Regions from separate parts of the Sus scrofa genome. Here regions 2 and 3 are each linked to region 1. Evidence: chromatin contacts called from public HiChIP or PLAC-seq and promoter capture Hi-C data. All regions are on one chromosome and are shown on one strand. Each heading gives the region's core, a stretch centred on a gene start, on an enhancer-like site or on the middle of the called end of the contact. The rest is flanking DNA. Distances are from core to core; before and after follow the strand shown.

Evidence for each region. Promoter capture Hi-C pulls out the DNA fragments that hold promoters and counts their contacts. HiChIP or PLAC-seq counts read pairs in DNA pulled down with a chosen protein or histone mark.
Region 2: an H3K27ac HiChIP or PLAC-seq map of alveolar macrophages shows a contact between it and region 1. The contact joins the promoter of C2H19orf53 here to the promoter of IL27RA in region 1. A contact is called at or near these places in 2 of 47 Hi-C or Micro-C datasets (alveolar macrophages and embryonic fibroblasts) and 1 of 2 datasets of contacts at active chromatin or transcription factors (alveolar macrophages).
Region 3: a promoter capture Hi-C map of liver shows a contact between it and region 1, with 4 times the contacts expected there. The contact joins the enhancer-like site here to the promoter of IL27RA in region 1. A contact is called at or near these places in 1 of 5 promoter capture datasets (liver), 23 of 47 Hi-C or Micro-C datasets (adipose tissue, alveolar macrophages, blood and 10 more) and 2 of 2 datasets of contacts at active chromatin or transcription factors (alveolar macrophages and skeletal muscle).

What each region holds. Positions count from the first base shown.
Region 1 is chr2:65,147,906-65,152,151 of Sscrofa11.1, reverse strand. IL27RA (interleukin 27 receptor subunit alpha) reads left to right here and starts at 2,487. Exons shown (of 14, transcript NM_001243884.1): 1 at 2,487-2,689; 2 at 3,164-3,281. The coding sequence starts at 2,596. It overlaps RLN3 (relaxin 3), which reads left to right. Exons shown (of 2, transcript NM_001045679.1): 2 at 1,444-1,673. The coding sequence ends at 1,673.
Region 2 is chr2:65,344,713-65,348,958 of Sscrofa11.1, reverse strand. It overlaps C2H19orf53 (leydig cell tumor 10 kDa protein homolog), which reads left to right and starts at 2,499. Exons shown (of 3, transcript XM_003123347.4): 1 at 2,499-2,654; 2 at 2,732-2,787. The coding sequence starts at 2,558. All of the region lies in intron 1 of LOC110259336 (a long non-coding RNA gene), which reads right to left. It overlaps MRI1 (methylthioribose-1-phosphate isomerase), which reads left to right. Exons shown (of 6, transcript XM_003123346.4): 6 at 118-350. The coding sequence ends at 245.
Region 3 is chr2:65,285,789-65,290,034 of Sscrofa11.1, reverse strand. No RefSeq gene overlaps it. Among named protein-coding and RNA genes, the nearest start is that of MIR181C, 7.9 kb to the right of the region's middle. Within about 2 kb of position 1,779, at least 48 of the 83 cell types and tissues checked have an H3K27ac peak or open chromatin away from gene starts, as enhancers often do. A contact at or near this core is called in adipose tissue, alveolar macrophages, brain and 7 more, where this site is marked.

The sequences.
Region 1 (4,246 bases), core at 1,238-3,737:
GTTTGTTTTTGGGGTTTTTTTGCCTTTTCTAGGGCCGCTCCCACAGCATATGGAAGATCCCAGGCTAGGGGTCTAATCAGAGCTGTAGCCGCTGGCCTATGCCAGAGCCACAGCAACGAAGGATCCCAGTTGTGTCTGCGACCTGCACCACAGCTCACAGCAATTCCAGATCCTTAACGCACTGAGCATGGCCAGGGATTGAACCCTCAACCTCATGGTTCCTAGTCAGATTCGTTAATTACTGTGCCACGATGGGAACTCCGTTTTTTTTGTTTTTGTTTTTGTTTTTGTTTTTGTTTTTAATGGGTATTGAGTCTTCTACTGGGTACGAGATCCTAGAAGATAAGAGTTATTATTATCCTCACTTTGCAGACAAGGTAACTTAAGCTCAGAGAAGTAAATTCACTTGCTCAGGGTTATCACTCAGAGAGGCTGGATTGGTGCTTAGTCAGTTCAGCTCTCAAACACATGTTTTTTTTTTTTTTTTGCCTTTTCTAGGGTTTGCTTCCTGCGGCATATAGAGGTTCCCAGGCTGGGGGTCTAATCTGAGCTACAGCCACTGGCTTACACCACAGCCACAGCAACTTGGGATCCGGGCCACATCTTCGACCTACACCACAGCTCACAGCAACGCTGGATCCTTAACCCTCTGAGCAAGGCCAGGGATCGAACCCACAACCTCCCAGTTCCTAGTCAGATTTGCTAACCACTGTGCCACGACGGGAACTCCCAAACACATGTTCTTAACCATCAGGTCCTCCACAAATAAATAGTAGGGGAAAGAAAATGATTGAAGCAGAAAGCCAAGCTCAGTGAGGTCGAGTAAGCTGCCCATCAAAGCTGGAACCCAGGTACCAGTGGCATCAAAATCTTTAACTGGGAGTTCCCCTTGTGGCTCAGTGATAATGAACCCAACTAGTATCCGTGAAGATTAGGGTTCAACCCCTGGCCCTGTTCAGTGGGTTGGGGATCCAGTGTTGCCATGAGTTGTTGTATAGGTTGCAAACGCAGCTCGGATCTGGAGTTGCTGTGGATGCAGCCTAGGCTGGCAGCTGCAGCTCCAATTTGACTCCTAGCCTGGGAACTTCCATATGCCACAGGTGCTGCCCTAAAAAAAAAAAAAAAAAAGAGTCACTGTCCTAAGCCCTGTGTTCCCCCACCCCCCAGTCCTCCCTGAGGACCCCAAGGCTGCTAGGAGCCTCCAGGACACTGCCAGGGGCCCAGCTGCACCTGTCCTTGTCCCACGGGGCCATGTCATTGGCCACAATTTTTTTTCTTTTTAGATGTGGCTCTAAAAAGACAACAAACAAACAAAAACAAAAAAATCTTTAACTAACAGGCTGAGTCACAAGAACAGAGAAGTGGCTGGACCAGCCAGGAGCCAGAACTCTGAGTGTGGCCTGAGCTGAATCCCAAGCACTCACTCTTTTCATCTTTTTGCAGGGGATGTCTTCTCAGACACAGATTCCAACGCAGACAGCGAGTTGGACGAGGCAATGGCCTCCAGCGAATGGCTGGCCCTGACCAAGTCCCCTGAGACCTTCTATGGGGTTCAACCAGGCTGGCAGAGAACCCCTGGGGCTCTTAGGGGCAGTCGTGATGTCCTGGCTGGCCTCTCCAGCAACTGCTGCAAGTGGGGGTGCAGCAAGAGTGAAATCAGCAGCCTCTGCTAGACAGGGGACCAGGTGGCCATGGAGAACCAGAGTGAATGTCCCAGCTCTGCTGTCCACCTAATGGGTGTCCAGGTGGGCACCTGTTTCTAGCCCCTCATGCATTCATTCATCAGCAAGTCACAGAGCTCAGGCACTATGGGCTCAGAATAGAGTCCTCCCACCCAACCCTGACCTTTGGCCAGCCTATCCTGACCCTGAGCAGGCTGTGCCCCTACCTGGCCACATGGGGACCCTTTCTCCCCAGCCCATCTCATGCCTTTCCTGGCCTGTACTGTCTCCTGCTGCAACGGTTGCCCCTGCTCTACCCAAAGTGGCCACACTGAGACCCTGGCCCAGCTGTGGCCACTGTCCCCTCGCCAGCCCAAACTATACCACCCCCAACTCCCGCCCCATTCTAGCCTTTGCCCCCTCTCTCCCCGAAGCCTTCCAGGCCCCTCCCTCCACCCCAGCCTGGGTTCTAAAGCTGTGGACCCCAAGCCTGGAAGAGGGACCTCAGGTTCCCTTCGTTTCCTGGGGTGGAGGCTCAGTGGTGGGGGGAGGGGTACGGATCAGAATCTTCCTCAACCCCCCAAATAAAAGTTCCAAAGTACTTGGCAGCGTGTGTATGTGTGTGTGTGTGTGTGTATGGTGTTTGGGGAGGGGAGGGGCAGGTATCAGAGGAGCTCTGCCGCACCCTCGACGCCGCTCCTCCTCCCCCTCTCTCTCCCCCTTGGCTCTCCCCTCCCCAGCCCCTGAGAGCGCGGCCGGGGACTTTCCGGCGCAGCAAAGGGGCGGGGATCCCGAGCGCAAGGTGCGGAGGCGGACGCGAGGGGTGGATCGGCTTCCCGTTGCCGCTCTGGGCGCTGGGTCCCGAGAGCTAGGCGAGCGGCGCGGCCGCGCTGGGCCGGGAAGGGCCGGGCAGGACTAGGGGCGCGGGAGTGCCATGCCTGGGGCCAGGGCCGCCGCCTTTGTGCCCTGGCCGAAGCTGGTGCTGCTGCCCCTGTTGTTGCTGCTGTTCCACCGGACTCGGCCCCAGGGTGAGTTCTGGAGCGAGCTCGTGTCGGGCTCTCTGCCGCCACGCTCATGCTTGAAAGCGCACATCCTCAGGGGTGCAGCTCAAGTTTGCGAAATGAATGACTGAGGTCTCGGCGCTAATCTGCTTTCCCACCCCCACCCCGCCGCAGGGGTAGGGACTGGGAGAAGAAAGGAGCTGGGTAATGGGCGGAAGCGAGTTGGGAGCCAGAGCCCGGAGTGGGGGGTGGGCAGGGGTAGGGGCTGTAGGGGGTGGTAACAGGATGTGGCTGGCAGAGGGAGGGGAGGAGTTATGCCCAAAGCCTGGGGAGCGGTACCCAGCGCCCCCTTTCTGTCACCCACTTCCGTGAGGGACCCTGGATCCCCCTCAGAAGCTGTCAAAACTCGGGATGGGGGGCGCGGAAGTTCAGGTTCTGGAGTGTGCCGGTGGCTGGGGGAATTGACCACCTTCCTTTGGACTCTCCCGCCCCTCTCTCCAGGAAGCCTTGGGCCACTGCAGTGCTATGGAGTCGGACCCTTGGGCGACTTAAACTGCTCGTGGGAGCCTCTTGGGGACCTGGGAACCCCCTCCACGCTCTACCTCCAGAGCCAGAAGTAGTGAGTACAAGGGGATGACGGGGAAACTGAGGCTTTGGACGGCACCGCTTAGGTTCCTAGCCTTCTCAGGTTGAGAGAACCCATTCTGTCCCACCCCCCACCCCCAGCCCTGCCCACTTTCAAGTCCTTAGAGTCTAGGTTCCCTCATTTCTTTGCCTGTTACCCTGGACCGATCACTTTCCCTCTCTGAGCCTGTTTCGTCCTCTATCAAAAGTTGATAGTAATGGAACTTGCCTCCCAGGGTTGGTTCTGAGAATTCAGTGAGTGAGGCACTTGAGAAAGAGAAAACACTTAATGATTAGGAGTTGTTTTTAGTGCTGTGTGACCTTAGGCTGCTAGCTTCTCTGAGCATATGAAAAGGTCATTTGGTCTGGTGCTGGGGGTGCAGCAGTGAGAAAGAAAGCCTCATGGAACTCACATTCTGAGGGGGTGACTGATGTTGCTTCACAGTGAATCACTCTGGAAACTGAAATTCATTTCAAATTTGGCCAAGTGAGAGGAGAGTAAAAGGAGCATTTGAAGGTGGGAACTGAGGAGTTCCTGTCGTGGTGCAGCTGAAACGAATCTGACGAGGAACCATGAGGTTGCAGGTTAGATCCCTGGCCTTGCTCAGTGGGTTAAGGATCCAGCATTGCCGTAAGCTGAGGTGTAGGTTGCAGACTTGTTTCAGATCAGGTGTGGCTGTGGCGTAGGCCGGTGGCAACAGCTCCAATTTGACCCCTAGCCTGGGAACCTCCATATGCCTCAGGTGCGTTCGGCCCTAGAAAGACAAAGAAACCAAAAAAAAAAAAAAAAAAAAAAAAAAAGGTGGGAACTGGAATGAGAGAATTTTTTTTTAAGGGTAGTGAAATACACATAAAATCTACCACCTTTTTTCTCAACCATTTTTAAGTGTACAGTTCAGCAGTGGCATTAAATACATTCATGTTGTTGTGCAACCATCAAACCACCGATCTCCAGAAACA
Region 2 (4,246 bases), core at 1,250-3,749, 200 kb before region 1:
CCCAGATTCTCCAGTATTCCCCAATCCCAAGAACCACTATGGGAAAAACAGGTGACATACTTTGAGAATGTTTACTGAACCGAACACCTGCCTTCTTGCCTCCCCTCTCCCCTGCAGGAATAGGAGTTTGGAACCCTGCCTTCGATGTCACCCCACATGACCTCATCACTGGCGGCATCATCACAGAACTAGGCGTCTTTGCCCCCAAGGAGCTCCGGGCAGCCCTAAGTGCCACGGTCCCCTAAGTGAAAGACCCTAGATGGACCCCAGAAGTAACCAACCTAGCTCTCCATATCCTGCCCCCATTATTTTTATAATAAACTGAACTGAATGGCTTGCCCAAAAGCTGACCTTCTTCCCCGCGGCCACAATTCTTCCCAGAGAAGGGAAAGCAGACAGGGCCTTTGCATAGCTCTTAAGAGCCTAGCAGCCGGAACAAGGCTGCCTGAGGTCATATACCAGTTTCACTTTTTCTGCTGTGTGATGTTGGCCAAGTCACTTCACCACTCCATGCTTTGTTTTCCTCATTTATAAAATGGAGACAATACTCCTATGTTGCTCTCAGGACTGGAATCAGGGTGATACCTCAGGTGCAAAATCTCAAGGAGGCTCATTAATCAAGACAAATAAGAGCTTTCATGCATTATTTTTGAAAAATCAAAATTAATGCAAAATAAATCCATGATGCTGGAGTTCTCTATTGGCCCAGTAGGTTAAGGATCCAGCATTGTCCCTGCAAAGACTTTCATCACTGCTGTGACATGGGTTCAATCCCTGGCTCAGGGACTTCCACATGGTATGGCCAAAAAAAAAAAAAAAAAAAAGCATATGAACAAAATACCAAGATATTGAACAGAATGAAAGTGACTTTGCATATCCCGACCTTAATCCCCTCATTCCCTATACCAGTCCTCATTCCAGTAAACTTTATTTACAACATGAGGCAGCCAGTCCACAGGTTGTAGTTGGATTATTTTATTTATCTATTTATCTATGTATATTTTTTTGCCACCCTTGCAGCATATGGAAGTTCCCAGGCCAGGGATCCAATCCGAGCTCGAACTAAGACCTATCCCACAGCTGCAGCAACTCAGGATCCTTAACTCACTGTGTCCAGGCCAGGGATGGAACCGGGGCCTCCACAGAGACAAGCCACATCATTAACCCACTGCCCCATGGCAGGAATCCCTGATTTTTTTTAATATTAAAATATTTTTAGGGGGAGTTCCCGTCATGGCGCAGTGGTTAATGAATCCGACTAGGAACCATGAGGTTGCGGGTTCGATCCCTGGCCTTGCTCAGTGGGCTAACGATCCGGAGTGGCCGTGAGCTGTGGTGTAGGTCGCAGATGCGGCTCGGATCCCGCGTTGCTGTGGTTCTGGCGTAGGCTGGCAGCTACAGCTCCGATTCAACCCCTAGCCTGGGAACCTCCATATGCCATGGGAGCAGCCCAAGAAATAGCAAAAAGACAAAAAAATGTATATTTTTAGGAGTCCCCATTGTGGCTCAGTGGATACCCGACTAGTATCGAGGATGTGGGTTTGATCCCTGGCCTTGCTCAGTGGGTTAAGGATCTGGCATTGCCTCAGGCTGTGGTGTAGGTCACAGACGCAGCTTGATTTCTGCTTTGCCATGGCTTAGGCCGGCAGCTGCAGCTCTGATTTGACACCTAGCCTGGGAACTTCCATGTGCTGCAGGTGCAGCCCTAGGAAGAAAATATATTTTTTTTTATCTTTTAAAAATATATATATTTTAATGTTAAAAATGTTTTTAGTCACTTAGGATGGAGCATGATGATGCGAGAAAAAAGAATGTATACATATATGTGTGACTGGCTCACTTTGCTGTACAGTAGAAAATTGACAGAACACTGTAAACCAACTATAATGGAAAAAATAAAAATCATTATAAAATTTTAAAATATATATATTTTGGAGTTCCTGTCATGGCGCAGTGGTTAACGAACCTGAGTAGGAACCACGAGGTTGCAGGTTCAATCCCTGGCCTTGCTCAGTGGGTTAAGGATCCGGCATTGCCGTGAGCTGTGGTGTATAGGTGACAGAGGGGGCTCGGATCCTGCGTTGCTGTGGCTCTGGCATAGGCCAGCAACTGTAGCTCCCATTTGACCCTAGCCTGGGAACCTCCGTGTGCGGTGGGTGCAGCCCTAAAAAAAAAAAGAAAAGCAAAAATATATATAATTTTTTTTTTAATCTCGATTACTGAAGTTTGGGAAACCTTAAATTTTGCACCAGAGTGCTTCACTTGTCTCCCCTTAGGACCTAGATTTAATTTTATGTATAAAGAGCATAAAATAGTGTAAGTTTTGCAAAACAAATAAGTACCCAGTAAGTGTTAGCTTATCACTATAACCTTTACTTTTTTGCAAAGCCCGGGCTATGATCATCTACTTAACCAATCTGGGTAGCTGTCCCTTTAATTCTTTGCCACATAATGTCCCATGAGCTATTGCGCCTCCGATCCCACTGTATCCCATCGTGCCCAGCGCCTTCCGGCTGCGACTGCTCACGGCCCCGCCTATTCCGGTTCGTGACTGAGCATGGCGCAGGGGCAGCCCAAATTCCAAGCGCAGAAGCCGGGGAAGAGCAAGACGGCTGCGGCGGCCTCGGAGCGGAACCGGGGGCCAAGGAAGGGCGGTGAGGAACGGGCTGGGGGCTGAGGGGGGAGGTGGATCCCGGAATCTCCAGCCTTATGAAAGCGCATCCTTCCCCAGGTCGCGTAATCGCACCCAAGAAGGCACGCATCGTGCAGCAGCAGAAGCTTAAGAAGGTGAGCGCGGGCTTGCGAGGGGCTGAGGGTGGAGAATACCCAGTGCTGTGAGCCTCAGTTTCCTTCTAGGTGCAGTACGTACGGAAAAATTATCTACCAATCAACGGGCCTTCTAAAGTAAGGACTGTCGCGCAAAAACTGTTCAACTTAGGTTAGCTGCTTTCGCAGTTTGATTTCTTTCGTTCGTTCACTGTTACTGTCCTCTTTAACAGATATCGAGAGGAAAGGCAGCCTGGGACACGAGTTGGAAAAAAAAAAACCCAGCTTTGCAGGAAGGCAGTGCTGGGTGCACATCGAGGGTCCTTTGACAGCCATTATTTCTTTACCTTGAGCCTCTTACCTGTGAAATGGTCATAGTGGTAGCACTTTTCTTGTAGGGATTCATTGCCATAGGATACCAGTAAACCTCTGAGAAGAGCACAGGGCTGTTTTGGGGAGTGTTTTTTGTTTGTTTTGTTTTGTTTTTTTGCAGCATATGGAAGTTCCCAGACTAGGGGTAGAATCTGAGCTGCCACTGCAGCCTACACCACAACCACAGCAGCAGAAGATCCCACCGGCATCTGAACGTATACCACAGCGCAGGCAATGCCCGATCCTTAAGCCACTGAATGAGGCCAGGGATCAAACCCCAGTCTTCATGGATCCTAGTTGGGTTCATTTCCATTGAGCCACAATGGGAACTCCCAATGAACATCATTTTTGTGATTGTTTTCTCTCTCTCTCTCTCTCTCTTTTTTTTTTTTTCTTTTTAGGAAGTTCCCAGGCTAGAGGTCTAATCAGAGCTACAGCTGCCAGCCTCAGCCACAGCAATACACAATCAGAGCCGCATCTGCAACCTACACCGTGGCTCAGGGCAGCACTGGAACCCTAACCCACTGAGCGAGGTCAGGGATCGAACCTGCATCCTCACGGATCCTAGGTGGGTTCATTAACCTCTGAGCCGCAAAGGGAACTCCCCCCTGGTTGTCTTTAAATGTTTTTGTTTGTTTGTTTATAGGTGGATAGGGTTGATCTTGTAAAGTTACAAAGAGAAGTTACATAGAGATCTGGTGGAATCAGATCTGAATTTGAATCACACTCCACACACTAGTGCAATAGTCTTGAGAAAATTGTTTATATTTGTGAAATAGTCCCCAGAGCCTCAGTTTTCTTAGACCTGGTACCCAGCACCCTGCTCACCTCCATCTGGCAGCCAGTGGGGGGAGGTGTCTCTTGGGCATCTCGAAATTCAGTATATCAAAACCAGGCTCCTGGGTAGAGGGAGGGAGTGGGATGGACTGGGAGTCTGGGGTTAATAGATGCAAACTGTTGCATTTGGAATGGATAAGCAATGAGATCTGCTCTATATCACAGGCAACTATATCTAGTCACTTGTGATGGAACATGACCAAAGATAATGTGAAAAAAAAAATGTGTGTACATATGTATGACTGGGTCACTTTGCTGTATTGTAGAAATT
Region 3 (4,246 bases), core at 530-3,029, 140 kb before region 1:
AATTTAAATAAGGGGAACAAGGAAGGTTTCACTGAAGAGGGGATATTTAAGCAGAGACCTGAAGGAGGTAAAGGAGGTGGTCATGCAGGTGTCTGGGGAAGAGAGGCCTTGGCAGAGGGGACGGGCTGTGCAAAGGCCCTGAGGCTGGACCACGTCTGGTGTGTCTGAGGAAAAGTGAGGAGGCCCATGTGACTGAGCAGAGGAAGCCAGGGAGGGAGTGGGGGAGAGGCAGGGAGGGGACAGGATAGAGTGTGCAGGGTCTAGGGGAGGACTTGGGGTTTTGGTGTGAATGAAATGGAAACCATGGAGGGTTCTGAGCAGAGGAGGGACATGGCAGGCCCAAGGTGTTCACAGTTGCCCTTCCTTGGGCTGTAGTGGAACAGACTGTGTGAGGTGGGGGCAGGGAGAGCATGGAGGTGGCAATGTCCTAGGTCCAGGAGAGACACGATGAGGGCCGGACCTGGGTGGGGGCTTCTGGAGAAGGTAGGATCCTAGGTGCTGTTTAGAGAGGACAGTAACTGAATTTGTTAACAGATCGCATTTGTTTGTTCGTTTGTTTGTCTTTTGTCTTTTTAACGCTGTACCCGTGGCATATGGAGGTTCCCAGGCTAGGGGTCTAATCAGAGCTAGAGCTGCCAGCCTGTGCCACAGCCACAGCAATGCCAGATCTGAGCCATGTCTGCGACCTACACCACAGCTCACGGCAGCACTGGATCCCCAACTCACTGAGCGAGGCCAGAGATCGAACCCACAACCTCATGGTTCCTAGTCGCATTCATTTCTGCTGCACCAAGACATGAACTCCAGATTGCATTTGGTAGGACAGGTTTTGGCCCAAGCTGGAAGAACGCAGTTGCCATTTCCGGAGACGGGGAAGATGTCTGGAGAAGCTGGTTTGTGGTTGAGGGAACAAGCTCCCAGCCCAGGGCCTCGTTTGGACCTGGAGCGTTCCTGCCCAGACTCCGGTTGGGTGCGGAGGAAGGTGTCCTCCTAGCCTGGGCCTTGCCTTCTCGAACTTTCCTCTTGGCTGACTGCTGGGTGTGCCAGCTACACACACATCTGGGCACACACGGGCACCGCCCAAGACCCCACTGCAGGGCATCCCCCTTCCCATGGCCACAGCCTTGGCAGGGGTGGTCCCTGGGGGTTGGGGCTTGGGGGGTTGACGGAGCTGAGAAGGGCCTTCTTGTTGACACACCCACCAGGCCTACATCTGGTCCTGGAGGAGACCCCCAAGGGGACACGAGGTGACATGGGGTAGGAAATCTCTCAGGGGGTAGGTTCAGGAAGGGCTGCTGCTGAGTCACAGCCCTGGGTCCCCTATGAGTCAGCACTGGCAGGGGCCCCAGGAACTGGGGGCTGGGGTGGGGTGGGGAGGACAGTTCCCACGCCAGAAGGAACCAGGAGGTTTGGGCACTGGGGCTTCCCCCACTGCCCCTCCCATCCTGTGCTGGACTCCAGGGGATATTCAAAGGACTTTAGGGTGAGGGTGGGACTGACCACTGGGCTGGGATCCAGGAATCCTCTCTCCTGGTCTGACCCAGTTCAGGAATGCAGAGGCTGCCCGCCCAGCCTGTGTTGCCGCAAGTAGAGCTAGACATTAAGAGGGATCACGTGCCAGTGAGGCATTGCTAGGGACCTGAGTTCTAGGGGGCTTTATTCAAGAAACGCCTCCTTTCTTCTGGGGCCCCTGCATTTTTGGGGCCTCATAAGCTGGGGGTTGGGAAGGGCTGAGAGAAAGAGGAACCGAGAGCCAGCCTGCGCGAATAGGGGAGGGCTCTGGTGTCTGCTGCCCCCTGCTGCTGGATGCGGGAAGCTCAGCAGGCCGGAAGGCTGGCTGGAGGGCTTCAAGATAATCCTGAAAGGAAGATGGGTTAAGGCCGGGCCACAGGATCCCAGCTCTGCAGCCTACAGGCTGTGCCTCCCTGGGCAAGAGTCAGCTCCTCTCTGGGCTTCAGCTACCCATCTGTGAAAATTACAATATCCACTTCATTGGTTTGCTGGGAAGAGTCTGAGATGATTTGAGTGGAATGAATAAATGTATATTCCAAAGACATCCCCTCCTGCTTTTCAGTTAGAAGGGGGAGGATACACAAAAGACACCAACAAAGCTGTCCCCACCCACGGAGGCACAATTACTATTTACTCTCATCCTCTTCCTTACATGCCCCTCCCCTCCAGGGAATCACCATCCCAGTGGGAGAAGTCAGGTGTAGAGTAGGGTTGAACCCCCACCCTCCTAGGCCAGTTGGAGCTTGGCTTTCTGGGCAGAAATCTAAAGGAAGTGGGGAAGGTATGGGAAAGGGAGACTTGGAGAAAGGAGAAACTGAGGCAGGACAGTGGTGAGGGGACCAGAATTGAGGGACATGACCAGGTGGAGAAGGACCATGGCCCCACAAGGGTTAAAGCCTGGGCTTAAGGGGGCGGGGGGAGCTCGAGGGTTTCCTTTACCCTCTCCAGGACTGGAGTGGGGGGTAGATCAATAAATAGAATGAGAAATCTGTCAGCTCAGTCCTGGCCAATGGGAGCCACATGGCACCACAGTCTGCCCTGAGGTGACCTCCTTCCACCAGCCACGGTGGCTACAACAAGCAGGGGCTGTTGTAGGGAAGCATATGGGGGGATCTGTGTGCAGATCCCTGGAGGAATCCTCAGCCAAGGTACTTTCCTACTGTGCATGCCCAGGTACCTGGGTGTGTGTGTGGGAGGGGGCTCTGTGTAAGCATCTCCAGGAGATCAGGAGAACCCCAACCGTTGTACAACTTTTGAGTCCACCTGCTTTATGTGACCTGTGTACCTGGTCTGAGTGTGTGCCTATACCAGCTGGTACTAGGTACACACATCCTCAAGTGTCCCTGTATTTCGTGTGTCCTTATGGAGCCCTGTGGCCCCAGGGCCCTGTGCTAGGGGGTTGCAGGTGTGTGTTGGTTCTATGAATTCCGGTGTGACTCTGCACTTTGTACATGAGTGATTGTGCATATGTTTGAGTGTCTGTGAACTTTGCGTGTCTGTGTGTGCCTCTGAGACCACATACCTGACATGTCTCTAGGGGTGTGTTTCTGTTCTGTGTATATATCCATGTGTTGTGTCTGTGTATCTGTGTGTGTTGAGCTCTTGTGCATCAGGGTGATCCCATGGCTGTGCACCTGATGAGTGGGGGGGGTATGTTGGTTCTATGTTTACACCTGTATGTCTGTATACCTTGTGTATGCCCCTGGGGCTTGTGCGTGTGTCAATATTTTTTGTGTGTTCCCTTGGGATTCTCTATGTACTATATTTCAGTTCTGAGGACTTCCTCCTATCCCTCGGATGTGGTGTGTTATCTTGCATGTGTCCGTGTGGCCTTTGGTGTCCCTGCCTTTATAGCTGGGTTTTAAGGACATCCTGGTGTGGCTGGTGCCTCTGCCTGTCTTACTATTCCCTCCCTTGGGTTTGTGTCTGGAAGACCCCTGCACACCCTTCCCTGTGTTTGTGGTTCGCATGCCTTTGTGCGCGTGTGCTCCCCCGTGCGCCTTTGAGGTCTGCGTGCATCTGGGTTCCAGCGTGCGCCCGCTCGAGCCCCCGTGTCCCCGTGTCCCCTGTGCGGGGGCCCGGGAGCTGCGTCCTGGAGCCCTATGGGCATCCCTGCTTTCGTTCCCCTGAGCCTGGCAGGAGGCCTAGGGGCGCATAAGGCCGCGGCTGGACCCACCGCCCGGCACGGCGCGGGGAGGAGGGAGGGGGGCGGCGGCGGCGGCGGCGGGAGCGCGGGCACGTCACCGAGACAGACAGGCGGGCGGGCGGGAGGCGGCGGCCGCGGGTTCGAGCCGGCGCCGGAGCCCCGCGGCCCCCTCCCCCTGCCCGGGGCCGGGGGAGCCCCTGGCCAGCCCGGGAGCCGCCAAAATGCAATTTCCCGTGCAGGCGCCTCGGCTCGGGGGGCTTTTCCGGGCAGGTTTTGGACAGAAGAGGGGAAACACGGCGGCGGCCCAAAACGAGGTGAGCTCGGGCGCCCGGCGGGCCGGGGGCGCGGGCGGGGCGGGGGCCGCCCGCGGGGCGGGGGTTCGGCAAGACGCGGCGCCGGCGGGACCCGGCCGCAACCCCTTCGCGCACCTGCTCGCGGCCGGGGGGCGGGCGCCCCGGCCTCTGCAGCCCGGCCCTCCATTGTTGCGGCGGCTGGGGAAGGGGGGCGGGGAGGCCCCGGCGGCATCTCTGCGTCTGGCCTTCCCCGTGAAGGGGCCCCCGGGAGGACCAGCTACTCCCCCACCCACGG